Regions from separate parts of the Oryctolagus cuniculus genome. Here region 2 is linked to region 1. A link is a contact called in public Hi-C data. All regions are on one chromosome and are shown on one strand. The core of a region is the stretch at or near the end of the contact, and the rest is flanking DNA. Distances in the headings are between cores, read along the strand shown. Region 1 has its middle 390 kb from the start of PTGER4. Region 2 holds the start of PTGER4 (prostaglandin E receptor 4).

The links. A called contact is a pair of places that touch in the nucleus more often than the background predicts.
Region 2: a contact with region 1 is called in a Hi-C map of psoas muscle, with 2.8 times the contacts expected there. The contact joins the promoter of PTGER4 here to the enhancer-like site in region 1. A contact is called at or near these places in 2 of 6 Hi-C or Micro-C datasets (psoas muscle and skin fibroblasts).

Annotation. Positions count from the first base shown.
Region 1 is chr14:65,528,639-65,535,018 of mOryCun1.1, forward strand. No RefSeq gene overlaps it. Among named protein-coding and RNA genes, the nearest start is that of PTGER4, 390 kb to the right of the region's middle. Within about 2 kb of position 3,588, at least 1 of the 8 cell types and tissues checked has an H3K27ac peak or open chromatin away from gene starts, as enhancers often do.
Region 2 is chr14:65,918,239-65,924,618 of mOryCun1.1, forward strand. It overlaps PTGER4 (prostaglandin E receptor 4), which reads left to right and starts at 2,331. Exons shown (of 3, transcript NM_001082259.1): 1 at 2,331-2,832; 2 at 3,281-4,200. The coding sequence starts at 3,325.

The DNA.
Region 1 (6,380 bases), core at 2,338-4,837:
TGTGAAATTTACAGCACATTAGGATGATTACAGATAATGTACTATTTGCCATAAAGAAATGTTAAATATTTGAGGAGACAGATATGCCCTTACCAGATATTATACATGTATTCATGTATCAAAACTCCACATGGTACTCCATAAATATTTACAATTTTCAAATATCTGTTAAAAATTTTTAAGCTAAAAAATGAAATGCAATATGTGTAAAAAAAAGTGCCAAAAAAAAAAAAAGAAAAAGAAACAGAAACAGAACTGCCTAGCTGCACTGAATCTAAAAAGCCAAATGCCAACTAATTTACAGGTTGCAGAGAAAAAGAAAGGACATGATTTCTGTAAGTCAAAAGATTTTGGAGTGGGTTTTTTGTATTTTTGGTTTGTTTTGTTTTTTACTGCAGCACTGTCATGGAAACACTGATCTGTCACAGCAGTATTTTTTTGGAAAACTTCTAGAGAAGGAACTATCCATATCTGTCTTTAATATAAAGACAATTTCCCCAAATTTTTGCGAAGTTCTGAAGAGAATCAAGATGTTTATAATCCATAAGGAGATCACAGATTAACAGGAAAAGTCAAACTAAAAACTATGTAACTGGGCCAGCTCTGTGGCGCAGTAGGATAATCCTCTGCCTGTGGCACCGACATCCCATATGGGCACTGGTTCTAGTCCCGGCTGCTCCTCTTCCAATCCAGCTCTCTGCTATAGCCTGGGAAAGCAGTAGAAAATGGCCCAAATGCTTGGGCTCCTGCACCCACATGGGAGACCTGGAAGAAGCTCCTGGCTCCTGGCTTCGGATTGGCACATCGTTGGCCATCGTGGCTATCTGAGGAGTGAACCAGGGGATGGAAGACCGTTCCCTCTCTGCATTTGCCTCTCTGTAGCTCCACCTTTAAAAATAGTATGTGATTGGAAAGCCAAGACACTCTGGGAAAAAAAAATGACCTAAATGAAAAATCTCTGTGAGTGAGATCCCACTGGAAAGAACGGGCCATCAAAGAAGGAGGTACCTTTCTCTGAAGGGAGGAGAGAACTTCCACTTTGACTATGGCCTTGTCTAAATAAGGTCGGAGTTTGTGAACTCAAGAGGCTTCCATAGGCTTGGCAGCTCAAGACAAGAGCCTCGGGTGATTACTGACATCATAAATAAGGGTGTCAATTGTTAAATCAACAGCGGGAGTCACTGTCCACTCACTCTCCATGTAAGAGCTCCGTCCTTAATGTATTGTACTACTACGCGAATTAATGGTAAAACTAGTACTCAAAAAGTACTTTATACTTAGTGTGTCTGTGTGAGTGCAAACTGTTGAAATCTTTACTTAGTATATACTAAAATGATCTTCTGTATATAAAGATAATTCAAAATGAACCTTGATGAAGAATGGGATGGGAAAGGAAATGGGAGATGGGATGGTTGTGGGTGGGAGGGAAGTTATGGTGGAAAAAGCCACTATAATCCAAAAGTTGTACTTTCAAAATTTATATTTATTAAATAAAAGTTTTAAAAAATAAAAGATATACACCAAAAAACAAACAAACAAAAACATTGGGTGCTCTGTTGGGAAGTCTTAGACAGTCGAATTCTCTTTACTTTGAAAGTAACTTTGTTTTAGATGATAATTTTCTCCTGGAGTATCAATATTTTTACATAGTTCTGTCAGTGCTCATGCTTTTAGTCAATTTTGTGAGGTGAATTCACAGCAAATCAAGGGAACCTTTCATTTCCAAATCTCATATTGGATGGCAAAATCTCAAGAGGGAATTTTTTTATTGAGTTGACTATTCAGAAAATTTCATAGTATTGTATTAATAGGATAGTTATAATTGTCCTCAATTTCAAGATTGCCTAACTTGCTTAAGAATAAAACTGAAGAATGCTCCAAAAAAATAGTATGTGATATCTAAAGCACAATCTAGAAAAGAAAAAACAAACTAAAATAAAAAAAACTTTTATGTAGATATGTTAATGGAATCAAAAGAAAAGTCACAGAGAGATAAACTGGTTTACTCACATATAAATCTAAAGAATATAGGACATAAATCTAACTTTCTCTATTGAATAAAAATCATAGTTTTGTATAATCTGAATCAGTGGGGGAAATTTTATACAAAATATTAGAGTAAAAACCAGTGGATCAAAAAATGTCATAAAATATAACTAACATGTATCTTATTATAACTAAAGTTCAGTAACCCAGAAATTCCTAAATATTTTTAATTTATCAAGATACTAGAGAATCTAAGTGATTTGACCAAAAAGTTCTAAGTGAAAAAGGCATTTGCAAGCTGTCAAATTTCTGAAATTTCAGTACTGCTGACAAATTACAGAAAGTCTGTCAAATCTGTTCAAACCAGTATCAGTAAGTAATTATACAAATACCTGGTTTTATGTCAAGGTGCTCCAAAAATGCACTGGTGGTGACAACATAAAAACTACTGGAGAAAACATCATATTACCATGAAATCTGAGTTTCGTATCCTTTTGGAACCCTATTTGGACAGCATAGAAGAAAAAATTTTAGAAGGTGCCAAGTCTTCCGATCAAAGTCTGAAAAGGGAGGCAAGTATGCTTTTCTCAGAGAAAAGATTAGTGACAGCTGGAATCAAGGGTTATCTGATATTCTAGGTCAAGGAAGAACAGTAAGTTCAGTCTTGTTACTGGCAGAAGAGCAACAGTGTACGGTTCAACCTTCTATAACTTTTAAGAAAAAGATCAGGAATATTTATCATTAAGTATATCTGTACAAGGTTTGCTGACCTCAAGATAGTGCATACTGAAAAATGAATGCTTCCTGTGAACTGATCTCTATTTCAATTTCCATGGAGAAACCAGGTATACAGTGTCTGAGAGGCTTCTACACACATGACATACAAAAAGCACTCAAGATTGTGTATACCACAAGATGCTGAGGTTAATGAATACCTGACTTTCTGCTACAGGACAAAACCAGCTGGACTTGTTTGATCTAGACCCTCCTTTGAAGAACTTGTAGATTCTCTAAGGTCATTCACCTCTTTATTTCCTGAAAACTTTGTCTGAGATAGAAATCCAGAAATGAAAATGGCCTTCGTCCAGTTTCTTGGCACTCAATTCCTAAAATCCTTGAAATTTTCAAAGTACTGTTTTTGTATGCTAATGAATTTACTGACAGTTGGCAGGACTTGGTGACAGGAAAGATCAAGGAAGGCTTATAACTCTCATCCCCACCCTGCCAGCCCCTCGGAGCTGAAGGTTAAGCTGATCACCAATGGCCAATGACTTAACCAGTCAAGTCTGAATAATGAAGCCTCCACACAAAATCAAAAGGACCAGTTTCAGAGAGCTTCCACAGACATGACACCTGGAGGTGCAAGAGGCTGGAACACACAGTGAAGGCATGGAGATGATATATCCTTTCCTGCCTGCCTTACCCTGCTCATCTCATCTTAATGCTTTGCTATATCTTTACAATAAGCTGGTAAAAACATACTTCCGTGACTTCTGTGTGAGCTACTGTGGCAGATCAACTGAATCCAGGAATACCAGTTCACAGCTAGTTGACCAGAAGCAGAGATAATACAACCTGGCATGTAAATTGTGGCATCAAAAAGTGGGCATCTAAAAAGTGGGGGTTGTAGCTCTATGGGATCTGAAGTTATCTCCAGGCAGATAGTACTAGAGCTGAACTGAATTAGAGGATACACTATTGGTGTCCACTCTACAGCATTGCTTGGTGAGTGGGGGAAAAATACCTGTTTTCAAATTAATATTGTGAGATTATAGTAGGAGAAACTGAGTTTGAGTTTGTTTTTTCCTTTTCAAATAGGTTGCTACCACAAGAGAAGAAGAGATTGTGGTATTTCAAGTAAGAGATTACAGCTGTCTAGACTTGGAGGAATGGAAATTGGAGAATGCTTCAGGGAATAGTTCATGTTTCTGCATGTAAAGAGAACAAAGAATTTCAAGTACAAGGAACAACATGAGCCAAACATGGTACCCAAACTATGTGTGAGGCAATGGTATGCAGTCAGATATATTGGCTAGAAAATCAGATATGGGAGGAAAAGAATGAGAGCAATAAAACAGAAAGCCAAGCAACGTAAGTATCTTAAAAAAATAGTACACACATGAAAACCAGATCCCAGCTAAGACTTTTGCCAAGTCTACCCCAATGTTTGGGTCTCTCAGTGACTTTAGATTTTATGGAGCTATATGCTTGACTCTCACTCAGGGGGGAAATTGCATAGGTGGTATTTTATATATGTTTAAGTCTGATATATATTTATATACATACACCTGTATATGGACTTTCCTATGATGATAGTTCTCAATATTCAGTTATGTTTATAATGTGACACAAGCACAGAATTAGCAAACACTGTAAACTGCTCCTACATGGAAAACAAAGTTAGCTTAGATATGGTCACATATTCATCAACATAGCAACAATAACATTAGTTTATGAGTATTTCTATACATTGTTGATTCATTAACATTGAACTCACTCCAGCAGTCCTGCAGCTCGTACCTGAATGAAACTTATCCAGCACACATATTTTCTCCATGAGGCAAATCACAGCCTTCTCTTGCTTAAAACAGGAGACAGCACATCCGCATTTCACTTGGGGGTCATTTTAAACAGTGAAATCACCAACAGGAAGCACAGAAATGCAAAAGACATAGCAGTAGATAGACCATGGGGGAATAATTGTTTACAGCATGAGAAATCAAACAAAAGGCCAACTGTTACTTTAACTCCAGCTGGGAATGTGTACATTAAACATCTCAAATTTTTGTCACTCTGAACATGTTCATGAAATTTCCATGAATATTGACTGGGGTGACAAACAAATTTTAGAAAGTAGGCAAGTTTATAAATATGGAAACTGTGAATAATCAAGATTGACTACAGGGCTGTGTGTTCATGTATATTATATTGTTGTGGAATGCATATCTGCATTCCCCCCATAATTCTGTTGAAATTCTACTCTCCAATAAGATGGTATTTAAAGATGGAGTATTTGGCAGGTAATTAGATCATGAGGGTAGAGCTTGTTTGAATGGGATTAGGGTCTGTATAAACAGAGTCCAAAGAGCTAACTAGCTTTTCTTCTGCAAATGAGGATACAAAAGAGAAGCAGATAGATTAAAACTCACAAGAGGATCCCCACAAGAACCCAATTCTACTGGACCCTCATTTCACACTTCCTCACACACAGCAAACGATGATGGCTGAGGGTTATGTTACTTGGTTGTCTTCTAAACGCCCAGTAGTCATTCTAAATGGAAGATCAAATAATATTCTGAAAATGATCTAGGTGTGATGCAACTGAAGAATACAATATATGATTGAACTTTGTAATAGTATCAAGTCAAAAGAGCTAGTCAATGCAATGGAGAATTAGGAAAAGGGCAATTAATATAAAGGAGTGTGCTTTGGAGAAAGTCACCTAAGTACATGTGTGGCTTTGATAACCTGGATTTTGACTAGGATAGGGTGGACAAATATAATTTTATCTGAGGGAAAAAAGGATTGTTTTCAAGTCTTACTCACATATCTGGTTTTGTAAGCTACATTGTTTCTTAGAGAATAGCCAAAAAGGAAAATCATTCTTTAACTACGTGACCCAATGAAGAAAATGTTGTAATTAACCTGGAAAAAGTGAAGCTAAGTCTGAGCACAGAGATGAGTGGAAAGACAATCAGGTGGCAAAGTGCTGGACTCAGACAATGATCATCCATTGCCTCCAGATCTCTGCATGACAGTGAAATATATGCGCAGCTCTCTACTCATTCCTCTTAATACTTTGGCCAGGCTGAGTTCCTTTATTGCTTAAAGTATCCAAGCTCTCTCCTTCCTACTAATCTCTTCTTGAAGACTATCCTCTAGCTCCTCAGCAGTAATCAGTAATCACTGATTTCCATCCCTCAGACTCTAGCTTAAATGGCTCTTTCTCAATGAGGCCTTCTTTATCCAGTCCAGCTGAGCCCAGGCAGCCCTTTCTAAGTACTCAGCTGGTCATGTCCTTCCTAGATTTATGCAAGCTGTAGTTGTCTTGCTTATATACTTGTCTATGTGATTATTACCTAGCTCTGTCCCCTGGCAGGCAAGCACCAAGATGACTCAAAACCTATCACTTCATTCACCACCAAATTGCCAAAATCTGGAAAAATGTTTGCTTCACATCAGCTATTCACTACTTGTTGAATGGATAGATGTAAACTCTACCTAAGTGATTTTCATAGATGTTCTTAATAATCCTATAAAATAGGCAAATTAGTGAAATCATAGCATATGATTACAATACAAGATTACAAGTCTCTGGTGGTATTTTATGGGTTTTCCAATTTTTTAATGATTTTATTTATTTATTTATGGGGGGGGGGAGAGGGAGAGAAGGG
Region 2 (6,380 bases), core at 1,081-3,580, 390 kb after region 1:
AGAGAGAGAGAGAAAGGTCTTCCATCTGCTGGTTCACTCCCAGATGGCCACAAAAGCTAGGGCTGGGCTGATCTGAAACCAGGAGCCAGGAGTTTCTTTTGGTTCTCTCACATGGGTGCATGTCGCTCCCCCTCTTCGTGGAGGAACGACACAGGACCCTGCGCTGTTCTTTCATCTGCTCGGCCCTCCCCGGGTTTGCTGCTGGTTCTTCCCGGGTTGGCTACTGTCCCTTCCACCTCCGTGGAAGGGCAGTTCCCCCTGGCCACATTCCCCACTTCCGCAGGGGAGCGGCACACCACCGGCCGGCTCTCTGGGGGGCTGCACAGGTGTTCCCCTTAGATGTTCCCCTTAGATGTTCCTGGTGCATGCCGTCTCTCTCCTCCTTTATAGTCCTCCTCTGCCAATCCCAACTCGGCTGCCCACACGCCGAGTACGCTGCTCTCCTCCAATCAGGAGCAAGTCCTACAGTTTATTGGTTGAACTGGAGGCAGCTGTGTAGAAGCTGTTTTCTTCTCTCCCAGCGCCATATTGTGGGAGAGCAGGTGCATAGAATAAGTCTTAATTCCAGTAACAATCTAGTCCGAGCTGCTCCCCACAGGTGCAGGCGCCCAAGCACTTGAGCCATCTTCTGCTGCTTTCCCAGGCCATTAGCAGGGAGCTGGATGGGAAGTGAAGCAGTTGGGAATCAAACTGATGTCCATATGGGATGCCAGCGTCACAGGCAGCAGCTTTACTGCTGTGCCACAGCGCTGGCCTGAGCGAATACTTTACACAAGAGAAATAATGCTGGATTAGTACACTCACATGAGGTCATTGCAGCCATTTGGGGAATGAACCAGCGATGGAAGACCTCTCTCTCTCCATGGCTCTACCTCTCCCTGTAACTCTGTCTTTCAAATAAATAAAATAAAATCTTAAAAAAATAAATAAATATGATTCTAGACATTTTATGAGCTGTTAACAGTTGAAATCTGGAATCTCTTCTTTTTAGTCATTTGTTCCTGAAACTAACTGGAGAACCAGATAAATTATCAAAGATGTATTCATTCATGCAATATCATTTAAGAAACGGGCGTCTGCCTATATAAACGAGTCCAGTTATTAGCCTGTGAGGAGATGTGCTATGTTAAAATGCATATTTATAGCAGATGGAAAATTTTTTTCTAGGAACTTAAATGGTGTGAAGATCCACACAATTTCACTGTACAGTATTCTAAAAAAAATAGCGAGGCTGTTTTAATTGCACCGTCAAGTTCAAGATGTCTCTTGCGCTGGTGTTCAGCTTCGATTTTAGGTAATGGTGAAGTAAGAAGTAAACAATGAGTACGCAGAAAAAAAATGTTCCCCACCACACAGCAAGCCACACAAACTGCAAATAGAAGAAACAGCAAAGCAAAGAGGTTTCCCCAAACCACGAAGTTGACAGTTGACGCCTTAAGAAAACTCGCTTGACTTTGCGCGCCCTGCCGTGCCTCCCCGAGCCTTTCAGATTTGTGGTGAGTGTGTCTAACTCGAAAATCACACTGCCCAAAGCTCTGTTATTTCCAGGGGCACAAACTCCCCGGAGGCTGAGAAACAGCTCCGCAGACACACGGCCCTCCACGGTCACCAACCCCGCCTAGGACCGGAGGATTCTGCCACCTGTGCCCTTTCCTCTCCCTTCGCCTAAGGTGCCCGGGCGCAACACGGGCTCTGCCAACCACTTCCTTTTATGGCGAGAGGATGGAGTCTTCGTTGTTTCCCCGCCCATGCCTGGTCCCTACCCACCCGTCTACCCGCCACGGGCCGCTGCTTGCACCCAGGTCTGGCCCGGGGCCCCGCGCCCGCGCGCACACACCCGCTCCTCCTCTCCCTGCGGCGGCTCCAAGACTGAGTCCTAAAGCAGTGGTCCTCCCTTCCCCAGACTCAGATGTCGCGGCCCCCGGGTCACAAGATGCGACAGCCCACTCGAAGCCCAGGCAGCCAGGGAGAAGCGGCCCCTCTGCACGCCTACTCCACGAAATGCCAGGAGGATGCTCGGGAAAGCACCGGGGCTTCCCGGGGTCTCTGTCCCGGGCACACTTTACGGACCTCCCCGGCCGGAAAAGCCCAGGAAACCGCCCCCCGCCGCACTAGGGGCGCGGCACTGCCGGGACCGGCCCCGGCCCGGCCCCCGGCTCCGCCCGGCCGCGGGAGGGGGGACGCGCTCCGCCTCCTTCCAGCCCCGCCAATGAGCGCCCGGGCCGCGCGCCGTCCGCCTCCGCCTCTGCCAGGGAAACTTGAACAAGCAGAAAAGTTTGTACAGAGGCTGCAAGGGTGAGAGCGGAGCTCGAAACCCAGCAGCCCCGGAGGAAAATGAGCAGCCCCAGGTCAAAGCCGCAGGCCCAGCGGACCCCGAGCCACCCCCAGGGCTTCAGGAGCGGCCCCAGCGGCAGCCGCCGACTTCGATAGCCGTCGGTGCCGCCCGCGGCTGCGGAGGACAGCGCCCGGAGCCAGGGGCCGAGCTCCGTGCCACCTGCGCGCGTGGCCGCTCACCTGAACGCTGTCCTCCCGCGGACGGGACCTGCGGGCTTTGCAAAAACTGGGACTGGTCTGTCAAAGAAAGGAGAAATAAAATCCAACGAGAAATCGAAAACTCGTCCAACACTGACCCGCTTGCTCTCCACGCTTTGGAAATTCGGCCACCCAGACCCCAGTTCCGGAAAAGTGGCCGCCACCGCGAGCGGGTTCTGAGAAGGCTTGGCCAGGGCCGGACTGAGCCGGACGAGGCTGAAGCAGGTTGCAGGCTGGTCCAGGACAGCTGTGGCCTGACCCTGGGGGTTCCCGGGGCTGCCACCGCTCCGGCAGTTCCAGGTAACGCCAGGGTTAGGGGAATCCGGTTGCGAGGCTAGGGGATCCGGGCGCGCCGGGAAGGGAGGCATGGAGGGGAGAGTGAGCTCTTCACATATCCTCCGTCACTTGTTTTCAGTGGGAATTTTCTCTATTTGGAGTCTGTCGGGAATACATTAGCAAGTCACTTTTCCCTTGAGAGGGGCCTCGTTCGTCTCGGCAATGGAGATGGGTTGGGGAGTAGGCGGGGAGGGCAGGATTGGCTTATCAACATTGATGTCAGTGGAGTGGTGCTGCTGGCAGGACGCATCGGGAGCCGGGGCACGTCGGCAGCCGCAGTTGGCACCGGCTGCCATCCGGAGAGTTAGATAGAGTTGCTCCCCTGGTCTCAGTGCCTTGTTGCTGGGACCTAATCACCTGGCAGGTGGTCCTTTCCGCTCACCGCGCCTTTGCCTCTCTCCTCCATCCCTAGACCCAAGCCTCGCGCTCCAAGGCTGCACACCGCAGACCACCGTCATGTCCACTCCCGTGGCCAATGCGTCCGCCTCTTCGATGCCCGAGCTGCTGAACAACCCGGTCACCATCCCGGCCGTGATGTTCATCTTCGGGGTGGTGGGCAACCTGGTGGCCATCGTGGTGCTGTGCAAGTCCCGCAAGGAGCAGAAGGAGACGACCTTCTACACCCTGGTGTGCGGTCTGGCCGTCACCGACCTGCTGGGCACGTTGCTTGTGAGCCCTGTGACCATCGCCACCTACATGAAGGGCCAGTGGCCCGGGGGCCAGGCGCTGTGCGACTACAGCACCTTCATCCTGCTCTTCTTCGGCTTGTCTGGCCTCAGCATCATCTGTGCCATGAGCATTGAACGCTACCTGGCCATCAACCACGCCTACTTCTACAGCCACTACGTGGACAAGCGGCTGGCCGGCCTCACGCTCTTCGCGGTCTACGCGTCCAACGTGCTCTTCTGCGCTCTGCCCAACATGGGCCTCGGCAGATCGCGGCTTCAGTTCCCTGACACCTGGTGCTTTATCGACTGGCGCACCAATGTGACGGCCCACGCCGCCTTCTCCTACATGTATGCGGGCTTCAGCTCCTTCCTCATCCTCGCCACCGTGCTCTGCAACGTGCTGGTGTGCGGCGCGCTGCTCCGCATGCACCGCCAGTTCATGCGCCGCACCTCCCTGGGCACCGAGCAACACCACGCGGCTGCCGCCGCCGCCGTGACCTCGGCCGCCTGCCGCGGCCACCCCACCGCCTCCCCAGCCCTGCCGCGTCTCAGCGACTTTCGCCGCCGCCGGAGTTTCCGCCGCATCGCAGGCGCTGAGATCCAGATGGTCATCTTACTCATCGCCACGTCCCTGGTGGTGCTCATCTGCTCCATCCCGCTCGTGGTGAGTGGCTGGGGCCGCGGCCCCTCTCCCGCATCTTCCCCTCCCTCTCTGCGCTTCCTTTGATTCCTTCGCAGGTCAGGTTTGGGATCCTCACATCCCGCTTCACAGAACAGGCCCGAGCGCTTGCTAACACTGTTACTAGCGTTAGCAGGTGCTTTTCGGCTCCATTTCCAAAGTCGCTTTCCCCTACAGCCTGTGTTAGGTTCCCTTGGGACAGCCCCCACTCTTGCCCCTAGACACTGGTCTTCCGGGAACACCCGCCCCTCTCTTGCTCACATGTGGAGGGAATCCGCTGTCGCGACCTAGCCGGGTCCTCCACACTGCCAAGGACACAGCCTGAAACGTCAGGGGTGGTGACCTCTGTTGTAAACCATTCCTTAGGAAGACAGTCGGGTATTTGGTGGTGGTTTTAGTTGTTGCTGTTTTCCATTGGGGTTTGGAGTTTTTTCTTAATCATGCAGAATTTCAGAGCTCAGAGCTCGAAGAGATGTTGGGTGCTTTCGGGTCTAGTCTCACTCTTTCACTGGATTTGCAAGAGAAATGAGTGACCTGCTTGGAGAATCCTGCAGAACCTACGTGGTGAAGGCAGCTTCTCTGCTCTTTGCTGTGCTGTGCCCTAGAACATCTTAAAGCACAGAAACCACACACAGGGCATGGCCCACACTCAGGTTCCTTCATTCGCTCTGCAGGCCAGGAAAGCGAGATTCCTGGGGTTAGTTATGGCCAAGTTGATGTACATGGGATACTGAATTTGAGTTGTCAACAACTGTGAGAAACTGAGGCTTAGAGAAATCTTTACAAACAGGTTTAGAGATGGTTATCTAATTTAATGCCAAGTCACAGCCCCACAGCTTCTAATGGACCTTAGACCATCTGACTCCCAACCCTGCTCATATTACATCTTCTCTCTCCTAGAACACTGCTAATTTTGGTCTTTGTACGGCATCTTAGTTTTGATACTCTGCACTTTTAGGACATCGCCTTTAAAATTCCCTTTGGGTTAATTTTTAAAATACTATAAACACAGTGTTTCAGTCCCTACCTAGTTCTCTTATTTGCCAGTCATTAAAATGAAATGCACTGGAAGCAGATGGACAGAGGAACATAAATACTTGATCTACAGTTGATCTCTGAGTTCTCCATCTCTCCTGGAAATTGTAAATGGCCAACTCAGAGAAAGATGACTGCTTTTTCTTGTGCTTATTGGGAGCAACAGGAAATAAATGTAGTGGGCTATTATTTTTTCTTTTCCCAGGAATATTTAATGTAAAAACATTGTATCGCTGATAAAAATGACTGTAAATGGAAGGAACTTAGAGGTGGCCAGGAGCCAGCATACAGTAGCTTCTTGCCAATTTGTATAAACAGAAGTAAATATAATTGACCAGAAGAGCCTTTAAGCCATTCCAGGACCCAATATAATTTACGGAGTTAAGTCACGCTTTAGCCACATAAATTTGTCTGTAATGGCAACCCTGCGTGAAGTGAGACTTGGGAAGAAACTGCTGTGCTGCTGCTGGGGCCGCAGTGTCCTGGCCTCTGCCATGTGTTTCAGAGAACTGTAAATGGCAATGTGAGGGGCTGGTGTTTAAAGAACATTCACTTTAAGGAACTGAGAAATTACAGCAGGAAGGGCAGCAAGTGCATGTACTTCCTCAGTGTTTGTACTGGAGGCAGACATCAATCCCTGCAGCCACAGGTGAAATGTTTTTCTCCAGCATCTACAGAGGCATCCAAACCTTAATTCATCTCTTGAGCCAAAGTGATTGACCTGGCCCTAAAATTCAGGGTCATTTATGACAAAGCCTTTGAAATTATTGGAGGATCTTGAGAAGCAGGAAATTTTAAGAGCTATATTTGTGGTTTACAAATCAACCACAATTTAACTTATAAAAAAATACTGTCTGTTCTGTGTAATGTCAGTAATGTGTAGCAGATATTAAGCAAGCTTAACTTGAAAACTGAAACTGGCTCAACTAAGAAGTCAATCATTATTAGTCAAGAACTCATATGCCTTTGTGAGAAATTGTGTAAGTAATATTGCTAATTTAGCTCTTAGTTTTGGATACTGAAATTTAATTCCAAAATCCATGCAATTGTAAATTGGTGATAAGAACTGGAGTCAGTCATTTAGAATTGTTGAAAGATTCAAAAGGGAAACTTATCCACAATTACAGTCT